Regions from separate parts of the Macaca mulatta genome. Here region 1 is linked to region 2. Evidence: chromatin contacts called from public Hi-C data. All regions are on one chromosome and are shown on one strand. Each heading gives the region's core, a stretch centred on a gene start, on an enhancer-like site or on the middle of the called end of the contact. The rest is flanking DNA. Distances are from core to core; before and after follow the strand shown.

The links. A called contact is a pair of places that touch in the nucleus more often than the background predicts.
Region 1: a Hi-C map of fetal cortex germinal zone shows a contact between it and region 2, with 4 times the contacts expected there. The contact joins two enhancer-like sites. A contact is called at or near these places in 2 of 14 Hi-C or Micro-C datasets (fetal cortex germinal zone and fibroblasts).

Annotation. Positions count from the first base shown.
Region 1 is chr11:28,869,519-28,874,518 of T2T-MMU8v2.0, forward strand. All of the region lies in intron 37 of ITPR2 (inositol 1,4,5-trisphosphate receptor type 2), which reads right to left. Among named protein-coding and RNA genes, the nearest start is that of ITPR2, 310 kb to the right of the region's middle. Within about 2 kb of position 3,478, at least 18 of the 40 cell types and tissues checked have an H3K27ac peak or open chromatin away from gene starts, as enhancers often do. A contact at or near this core is called in fetal cortex germinal zone, where this site is marked.
Region 2 is chr11:28,461,230-28,466,355 of T2T-MMU8v2.0, forward strand. No RefSeq gene overlaps it. Among named protein-coding and RNA genes, the nearest start is that of BHLHE41, 9.1 kb to the right of the region's middle. Within about 2 kb of position 1,327, at least 39 of the 40 cell types and tissues checked have an H3K27ac peak or open chromatin away from gene starts, as enhancers often do. A contact at or near this core is called in fetal cortex germinal zone, where this site is marked.

The sequences.
Region 1 (5,000 bases), core at 2,228-4,727, 410 kb after region 2:
TCATTCCAAACACACTTTATTCTGGCAAGGGTGGTTCCTGCTCAAAGCCACAAGTAACGCAGTCTGTAGTTTTTCCAGCATGCCTTTCCCTCAGAAATAGCTGCTCCTGGCCTTTGCCAGTGGTCCCCAAAGTCTGAGTTCCAGCCACATGGGACCTCTCATCCAAGTTTTAAGTTGCTTCTCTTTGCTCCTGATGTAGGGGTGAGATCTGCTTCATGAAATGGCTATCTTTGTGTCACGTTAGTATTTTCTTTTCATCTTTCATTTCTTCATTCCTAGCTATCAATTCTTCATATTAAATTTTTTGTTAAAATAATTTGTGGATTTTTGTCTCCTGATTCAAACCTGATTGATAGACCAACCAAGCAAAGCTTTCTCTTTATTTTTTAAGCACATACTATATCTATATATGAATTTGATTGATTAGATATTTATGGGGTGTGGATCTTCTATAAGCTGATATAACTTTGAAAAATTGTAGCAGAACAAGTCAGGTATCAAGTAGAATTAGTTTATGTAAGGAATATAAGGTGTTCTTTTTTAGAGCATCTGGATAAATTATTTCTTGAACCAAACATCACATTGAAGTAGCAATATGAGTCATTGTGAAAGAAAGTACATTAAAGACAGATTTTGCCCCTAAGTAGCTTCCTTTCTATGGTATAAATACACAAATAGAAACTCCAGTTAACCAACATGTATAATGCTGATTTATTTTATTACCTGAAGATATTTTGGGGAGGTGGTGTATTTTCAATAGTTATATAAAACTGTCATTAATATTTAGTTCATTTGTAAAGAAAAGTTTACACACTCTTAACTGAGTTTCAGAAAACCATGATACTTTATTATTATTTATTTTTGTAAGTGTAAAGCATGAAAAATAATTTCTATTAATTATGTAATATAAATACTAAAATTTAAGATAAAAATACCTTAATAGCTGTCAATCATATACTTGGTAATGCACTATGACAGCTGAACCATTAAGAATGCGTTTCTAGAAAATACATGTTCTGCAAAGTTGCGTGTACCCTGTTATTAACTGTCAACATTTTTCAGATTCATTATATGCAGTCAGGGGCCCCTCTGGAGTCTTTCCAAAGCTTGAGCCAGAATGCTTTGGTCATGAAGCATGTAGGTTCACAGACTTAATTTGGCCTTTTCAAACACTTTCCTTTAAAACAAATATTTGTGGTACAAACAAGACGATCTTTGTAAAAAGAGTGGGAGGGAGGAATGAAGAAAGGAGAGATGCTCAGGGAGTCCCATCCCCAACAGTGATGGATCATATCTCATCTTTAATAGATGCAGATAGGAAAGGAAACAACAACAACAACAAAGCCAGACTCAATTATGTCAGGGTAAGGGATTAGCTAGTCCCTTTTTATTATTTTGCAAAGATACAGCAGCGAGTTACATTCCCTGATGATAATGAGTTATCCCTCTATCACCAACTCATTAAACCAACTCTGAATTCACTCATTAACAAAGTTACTCCAGCTAGCATCAATTTAAGACCTGGAGGCTAGCCTTTTTATAGCAGATGCCATTTACTGAATTACATTTCCCACTATATTCTTTTGACTATTATAAAATACTACAGTGTCAGACACAGAATATTTTATGTCTATTCTAGCAAGATATATTTTCTATTAAAGTTTTACTAAGAACCAAAAAGAATAAACTATGTTTTTACAATTTGATTTGAATAAACAGGATGAATGCTATATAGTATAAATACTCAAAACTTCAGTTAACCAACCTGTACAATAGTGATTTAATTTAATTACCTGAAGTTTTTTTAGATATTATACAGTGTTCATCCTGTTTATACACACACACATCAGAAATACAGCATAGAGATGTTCTAATGCTATCTCTGTAGCTTAGACTATTAGACATGAGGTAGCCACCAATCCTGATCTTATATCACAATCACCTGGGAAGTTATTTTAAAACTATATATCCCCAGGCTTATTTATTAGACATAATAAATCAGGATTTCCTCAAAATATGGCCCTACTTGTCCCAGTTTGTGGGTCAGTATTTGGGGACCATTATGATAGTGGAAAAAAACATCTAAGATCTGCTTTGCAACCCCTATTCAGTCACCTCTGAGCAGTGTGACCCCAAGCAGTTCATTATGCTTCTTGATGCATCCGTTTTCCCTTTGGTTAAATGGAATAATACCTAGGGCAGATAGTTGCGGAAATTAACTGAATGGGAAAGTACCTGTGCAAGTTAAATCTCACACGTCATTTAGATAATCTATTAAATTGAAAAATTGTTAAATTCTGGGTTTTAGTACATATTAGAAAATAATCTACTCACATTAAAATCAGGATATAAGAATTTACCTTAAGCAAATTCTTGAGAAGATTTTCAAAGAATAGAAGAAAAAAAGCCATTCTTTCACAGCGAAAATAAAACCCCAACAACACCGGTTTTGCTACAGTTCAAGACTGTTTTACCTAAAATCACAAAAGAATTGTACACCTAATCCCTGTTGATATAACAAAATGGAAGCATTCTGCATAACATTTCGATGCCTTTGGTTTCAGCTCAGCGTCTGAACAATTCTAATGAGCATCTCGCCAGGGCTTTTGGTTAAAAAACGAAATCCCATTTGGAGCAAAACAGAGGTAGAGGGAGGTGGATAGCCAAGCTCATATCATTGATTTTGGTTGTTTCCCAGAGGCTCTTAAGCCTCTAGTATGATAATAATCCTCAACTTCTTTCCCAAGCCCCGATTTCTCAACTTCTATTACCTTTCTTCTTTTATCCCAAATCTTTTTGTAAAAATGTATCTAGAAGCCTCAACCAAACAATATAGGGTTAATTTCTGATGGTTCCTTAAATTGATCAGCTATAATCTCACAAAAAGTTAATTTGCTCAATATTAAAAGACCATTTTAGCTCACAATTTAGTTTTAATTTAATTGAACTCACAATTTAACACTTTTTCTCACTAATCTTCCTTCCCCCCACCAAATTATCACTGTATCAATTTCTTTAATCTCACTCATAGATAATTGCATTGACAAATAAAATACTAGCAGCCTTTTAAGCAGATTCTCAAAAACAATGGCAAAATCTATTTTTAAAAAAGCCTACTGCTGTCTGTAAGAAAACATTTTTCTCTACTTGTGAAGGTTGGTACTCGCCCACCCCCACATTATTTATCCAGGTTATATAATGCTTAAACTCAGTTCTTCAGGGGCATGATGATGTATACATAATGCAAATATCCTTGCTGGAATTACAATGGCAATTTATCAATTTATGTGCAGCTAATCAACCCATTTGCTTTCTAGTGTAGAGCAGTAAAAGCTTATCTCATGCAGACTCACGGATCGTTCAAAGCAATCTAATTGAATTTCAGGGCCAAGAGTATTGCACAACACGTGACGTGTCTCCAGTGGAGCACAGTGCCAGACACTGCAGGCGTTACATAATCACATGCTGTTGTTGGCAGAGCTGCCTCAGTGGCTTGGCAGTCTGTGTCTCCTCCAATCATGCCCCGCAGCTTTAATCTGCACGGAGTGTTCACATGTACTGTCACATGTTTTGGGACTTTCATAGCAGCAAATAAAACAGGGACCATTTCCCTACTGGTAGAAACAGTTCATTAAAACCAGTCACACAGCACACAAGATTATAACAGAATAGAAGGCATATATAACACAGATGCTTCTAAGCAAGCAACAGAGAAAGCAAATTTCAAATACTCAATTTTTCAAATGAATAAGGCTATCTAATAGTATCTCTGCCATTTCAAATGAGTTTTCAAATTGGGAAGATGTGGGAATAATATATTTCAGATACTACATAGAATATAACCAATTGACAAACATGAGCCAGATATTCCTGAACATGAGCCACAGGGGGTACTATACATTCTAAACCTCATATACTCATTTTATTTGCAGGGATTAATCAAAAAATATGTATAACTATGAAATATTAGATACATCTGGGTTTTAAGTAACGCCATTGGATTTATAAATATTGAACCATTATATATGTATAAAAATATTTACCCTTGCCTTCTTATCATTTTACTGCTAATGTTTTGCCCAAATGTAAAAATATCTCTAAAATTGATAATGAAATACAATACATGCTAAACAAATTCCTACCCACATTTTTTTAAATTTTTAAAAAACAGGTCTATATACAAGATCTTAAACTCAGGTACATGGCAGTGTCTGCAGATTTTTTCAAAAAAAAAAAAAAAAGAGAGATCGGTTTCATCCATACAAGGGCTGAAAACAAAGTACACAAACCAGATATATTCTGATGCCATGACTTGTTTATATCTCCACCGACTATTAAAATATTATCAAAATAAATAGTGTAATACTACTGTAGTTAAAATTAAGCAGGTTATCAATTGTATAAAAATATCACTAAAAGAGAATTCTAAACAAAATGTGACTGTTACTGTAACCAGATTTAGAAAATTTTTGCTTTGATTTCATGTGACTCAAAAAATTATTTATAATTATGGAGTGAGAACTCAAAATATAGATGGAATAAAAATAAAACATTTATATAATTTAAAAATAAACCCCAGAAACTGAGTGAAATAAGTCATTGGTGAGAGGGTGACACCTAGTGATGAGTTGTGATATTGCAGCCCAGCTCTACAGGCCGTCCATTCACCATCTCAGGGAAGAAGCAGGATGAATAAATTTCCAAATATTTTATTGTAAAATATGGATATCACTACCATGAGGAGAGTGTGGGCATGGAAGGGAGGGGATGGCAAATTAGAGATAATCTAATATCCCTGCCAAACTTTCTGTTGCTAAAGCTTCCCAAAGTTCAGGTCTTCATGTCTTTCATTCTGTAACAACTTCCTTTGAATACTTTTTAGTATGGGATTTATGACAGACATATAAAGTATATCCTTTTTAAGTGAAACAGACTTAGAAATACATTTCAGAAGCTCTCACCTGGACAGATACAATCCTTTCCTCCTAGCATCTCTACCT
Region 2 (5,126 bases), core at 77-2,576:
CAAACAACAAACAAAGGATGCCTTGTGTTTTGTTAATGTCTGTTAGCTTCCAGCAGCCTGTCTCCAGGGTGGCACTCACTGTGCCATTTAGACTGGAGAGATTACAACCATTCTGTAATGTCTTAGCAAATACTGGCACCTGACCTGTCCAGATATTTCTGGCAACGTCTGAGATCTTTTTCCATCACATGACCAAAGCCGTATTTGCAGAGGGTGGTGGTACTTCCCTACTTTTGCAACACCCTTGGGTATATTCAGTTATCTAAAAGAAACTATGAACTCCAAATTTCTCCAAACTAATTGTTCATTTTAGACTGTTTATAAACAGGCATGTTTCAGAAAGTGTTACAAAATCGACGTGGTTACTTCTAAGAGTGAAAGTGTTAGATGATCAATTTGCCCAAAAGGGGTTTGTAAGTAACTTTCTAGACGGTAACTTAAAAAACAAACAAGAAAACAAAAAACAAATCCATCCCCCGGCCCCTGGCTACGTTAGTTTCCCTCGTTTTACTGCACCATGCAAAATCCGTTAGTGCCATAAAATCACTTCTCTTACTTTACGCCTTGAACGGAAAGTCACAGTGTATTGTATTTCATCACGATTAAATGGCCTAGTGCTTAATTAGTGGGAATTCAATTTGCAAAACTCCATGTGAGACCAGTGAAAAGATGTAATGCCTCCGAGAACCGGTACTGCGACACCTCGTTTGCCCAGAACTCTGCTCTAGGACTTTCTCCCCACCCCCACCCACCGCCCGGGGTTTTCCCCGCAAGTCCTGGCCCAGGGACTGCTGGGGTCCCGCCCGGCCGCGGCCCGCCCTAGACCGGAGTTCCCGCCCCAAGGCCCTTTTGAGGCGGGTGTCGACCTTCGCGTAACCCGCGCCCAGGAGGGCCCCTTGGAAACTGCTGTGTCAGAATGGTTCGAGGAGTCCTGAGTCAGAGCCAGCTTTAATTCGGGAGGGATGACTACCCAGGGCTGGCCTGCGGAGACGCAGCCGGGAAGGGTGTGGTGCGGCTGTCGGGAGAGCGCGCCCGGGCCCGGCCGCCCCGGCTCCGCCCTCGGCCCGACGGTCCCCGCGGTCCCCCAACCCGCCGCCAGCCACCGTCCCGGGGCCAGCGTCTGGAGAAGTACGGACGCAGAGGGGCAGCGCGCACGCGCCAGGGCTGCGAGCAGGTCCCGCCCCTCCCCGCCCCCTCTCACGTGCTGCTCAGCGTGCGCCCAGACATGTGCGGACGCACGTGACAGCGCCGCGTCCGGCCCCGGTTCCCTAACCCCGCGCGGCTGTACTTTGAACCCAGGCGTGGGAGACTGGAGCGGGGAAGGGAGGAAGGAAAACCGGGCGGGGAGGCCGGCCTCGGGGAGAATGATATCATCTGCAGCTTTATCGCTAGGCAACCTAAGAATGCTTCTCCTCTCTCTCCAATCCTAGAGCTCCTTGAAGAGCTCAAGGCTGATGACATTATTCCCCCCTCCTTCCTTTCCCCCCAGCCCCCCATGCAGCGCTCAAACGTTGATTCAAGGAGCAAGGGTTGGTTTGCTTGAGGATCTTAACAGGCACAGCTTAGAAATCAATCCATTATCGCACCCACTTGGGTCTGCAGAGACCTTCGGGGGTGCATGCAGTCAGGTGCCTCTCTGGTCATACGCGGTTTACACAGCCACGATATGGCTATGCAGATAGATGAGCCTTGTTCAAGGTAATATATATTTGAAAACTAAGTCCTGCTTAAGGTGTCTTAGAATCCTGTGTCTTTATAATACTATGTTATAAGAGTTTTTCTGGTTGCTCTGAGTTACAGGTCGGCAGGAGTTGGGTCCAGACTGAAGTCCCCCCTGTTACAGCTAATTTTCGAATCACAGTGAGGAAGCCGCAAGGCCGCATATGGAAGCAACATGTATTAAACTATCTGGCAGATATTCAATATCTCTGTTGTGAAGCACATAATACTCTGTGTGCACACCCATATGGAAAAGGCTCCAAAATTGAAACCTTAGCTAAAGTTCACAGTGCCCTAAAAATACTCCATATAAAAACTGTAGCACATGGCCCTGTCTCCAGCTTGCTGGATTCTAGAGGTTCTCTCTGACCAGCTTCATAGGTTATTTTGGTCGTGATCCCTTCTGTTATAGAGAACCTCTAGGGCACAACGGGACCACACAGGTATAGAGAGGTAGAAAGCCCACCAGATAATGTGGAGACTTCCTAACTAGGAAAGGCACATTTCTGGATGTCTCCGAAGTGAGTGGACGATGGAATAGTATGGTTGTTTGTAGGAGACTTTGAAAATTATTTCCCTAGAATTTCATCTCTCTCAAAATGATTGCATACTCTATGCCATAATTTAGCAAGGTTATTATGCTGATCATCTTTCCTTCTTCACCGTCAAGTATACTCTGCCTCTGAGGATCGCACACGGACTAGCTCAACTCATTCCGTGAGAAAACCTCAGCCTGTCCCTCCCCATTACTAAAACTTGGTATAAAAGTATAAAGAGCACTAGACTCAGAACCAAAAATCCTGGTTCTGTTACTGAGCTATGTGACCTTGGACTAGTTCTTTGCCTCAGTTTCCTCCCAAAGGTTTTTGAAAGTCAGGCCTTAGGATGCCGTGTTTCCCTCTAGAGCTGCTCTGTCTCTCTCACTCCCTTACTCGAAGGGAAAGAAGTCACCATTAGTTTCTTTTGTAAAACAGATAGATGGAGGAGGTGAGACACAGAGCTGCTCATGAGGTACTGCTGTTTTTTCCCCTACCACATGAGATATGATCATGCTCTGAATACTATCATGTCTCACTTTGCAGCAGGAAATATCATGACTCCCTAGTCCCAGCCCATGGTTCAAATCCTCAGGAGGCGATTTTGGTGAGAGCCAGGATAGCAGTCAAATTCTAAAGAGACTGGCAAGTTAGGAAATCCTTGCTCAGACCTCAAGTCATATATAGCCAATTAAACTGCACTGCAGCTTATTTTAAGTGGCACTTTTTAAAGTTTCATTTCCAGTTGTTCATTGCTAGTGTATAAAAATACAATGTATATTTGTTTATTGATGTTTTCTTCTGTAACTTTTCTAAATTCGTGTGTTTGTTCTAGGAGGATTTTTTTTTTGGTAGATTGATTCCCTATGATTTATGTACCTGATAATGTCATGTCTAAATATAGAGAATTTTACTGTAAAAACATACATAAACTGTAGTGCAGCTTAACACGGGAGCAGGGTAGGCCAGAGCCTTCTCTTTGGAGATGGCCTCATGCCCTTATTGTGCTGCTGTTCCTTCTGTAAAACCCAGCTACTTCTCACCTAGGCCTCCTCACTTAGATGCAATTAGTAGCTCCCACCCCCAGCACAGCATTGTATCCATCCCTGGATAGCACTTACTGTGTTGCAATGTAATTTATTTTAGTATAGGTCTATCACCCACATTAGACTCTGAGATCTTCAGAGGTGAATCTTTGATTCTCTAGTACTTACCATGGCACCTCACATACAGTGAGCAAAACAAATCCCCACACTATTTATTGAATACATAAACTCAACAAAAAAAAGGAATACGCTGTAATCAATGAGGAGTCTGAAACCTCTCACCATGGGTGTGTCTAAATTCAGAGGCAGCATCTGGGCCTACACACCCATCCTGCCAGTTCCCCAGAATACTTTTGCATTCTACCGGCCACCCAAGAGGTCCAACACCCAGAGGCAGAAGAGGTTACATACTAGAAGCAGGAGCCAGAGTCATCCTTAAATCAAAATGCTGAATCAGTTTCACTAGTGGCCCTCCATCCCCTATTCTTAGCAACTGGAGAGAAGTGTTCATCCAATCAAATAACTTATTCCTGACATGCAAATTTGTTTACTTTGTGGTTAGTTGTGGGCTAAAACCATTAGCAAGTTGCTTTTATTTTTATGTAATAAAATGATGGCGAAATATATAATGTATTTGAAGGCTTTTGCATAAGTAATCTAATAAGAAGCATCGCTGAGAATCTGGAAGTTAAAGGAAACAAAAAGCTTTGGGAAGAAAAGGTCACAGATTCTACAAATTCACACAACTTACTTGTAGAACAACCCTTCAGGTCCTCTGTCAGAGCCTATTTACTCTAATTTTAGCACATTTCAAATGGGTGTGGTAGTGTGTTTAAATGGTTTCCCAGCCCACAGTAAGTCAGAGGTAGCAAATTAGATAAGAGTTGGAGGAAGCACTCTGAGGCTTCAAGACGTGACAGCTGACAGGCTAGCTGTGCGTAAAGAGACTGAAAAACCCTATAAAAAGCAGGTAGAACTCAAAAAGAATTTGGTGCAGGTGCAATTACTCCCAGATGTCATGCATAGTGCAAAAATGATGTTTACAATGCTGACCCTGAATTATTGAGAAAGGTTAAGTATGTCCAGGGTAAGACATTTTAGAGGATATGTGTAATACATTTTAGTATGCTTTCCACTAAAATAAAATTCAAAAATGAAAAACAGCATTGGCATTTGAACATAGAAGCTTTAGTTTTCTAAACCATTGACTGTTTGTCCCTCGTGTCAGACAAATTAGGCATCACTGAATTTAGAATTTTAAAATATCAACTTTTAAAAGGTGGTTTTATATTTGTTTGGAGTTTTCAATATGGAATCTCTGAACAAGCATAAGAAACCCAATTTTAAAACAAACGTAGAACTCCTAGAATAGCATATTTTTAAAGTACATGCTGTGCATGTTTTCTAGTATAAATCCCATCTTAATCACAGAAAATATGTGATAATTTCCCACATCAATCCCTTACTTAAATTCTTCTATGAAAAACTGGAACTTCCATGGGACTTTAGCATGCACTGTAAATCCATCTTGAACTTGTTTAAAATAACAGTGAGAACAATGGATGGGTCTAAATATATTGAGCTGAGGGTCCCAATAGGTTAAGAATTTTTGTTTAATGAAAAATATCAGGTTGCTACCTGAAGTAGAATACCATGATCACAACACTACAGCCAGCTTTTGGCAATATAATGGTCTTAAGTCATTCATGAGAGCTCCGTTCATTTCTAGCTAATGTAAAATCCTTCGTGTGTTTGCCCAGCCATGTCTCTCCAGAGGCTCTGCTGGCAATCACTTTCCATGGAAAGGTTAAGAATTGACCTGTGA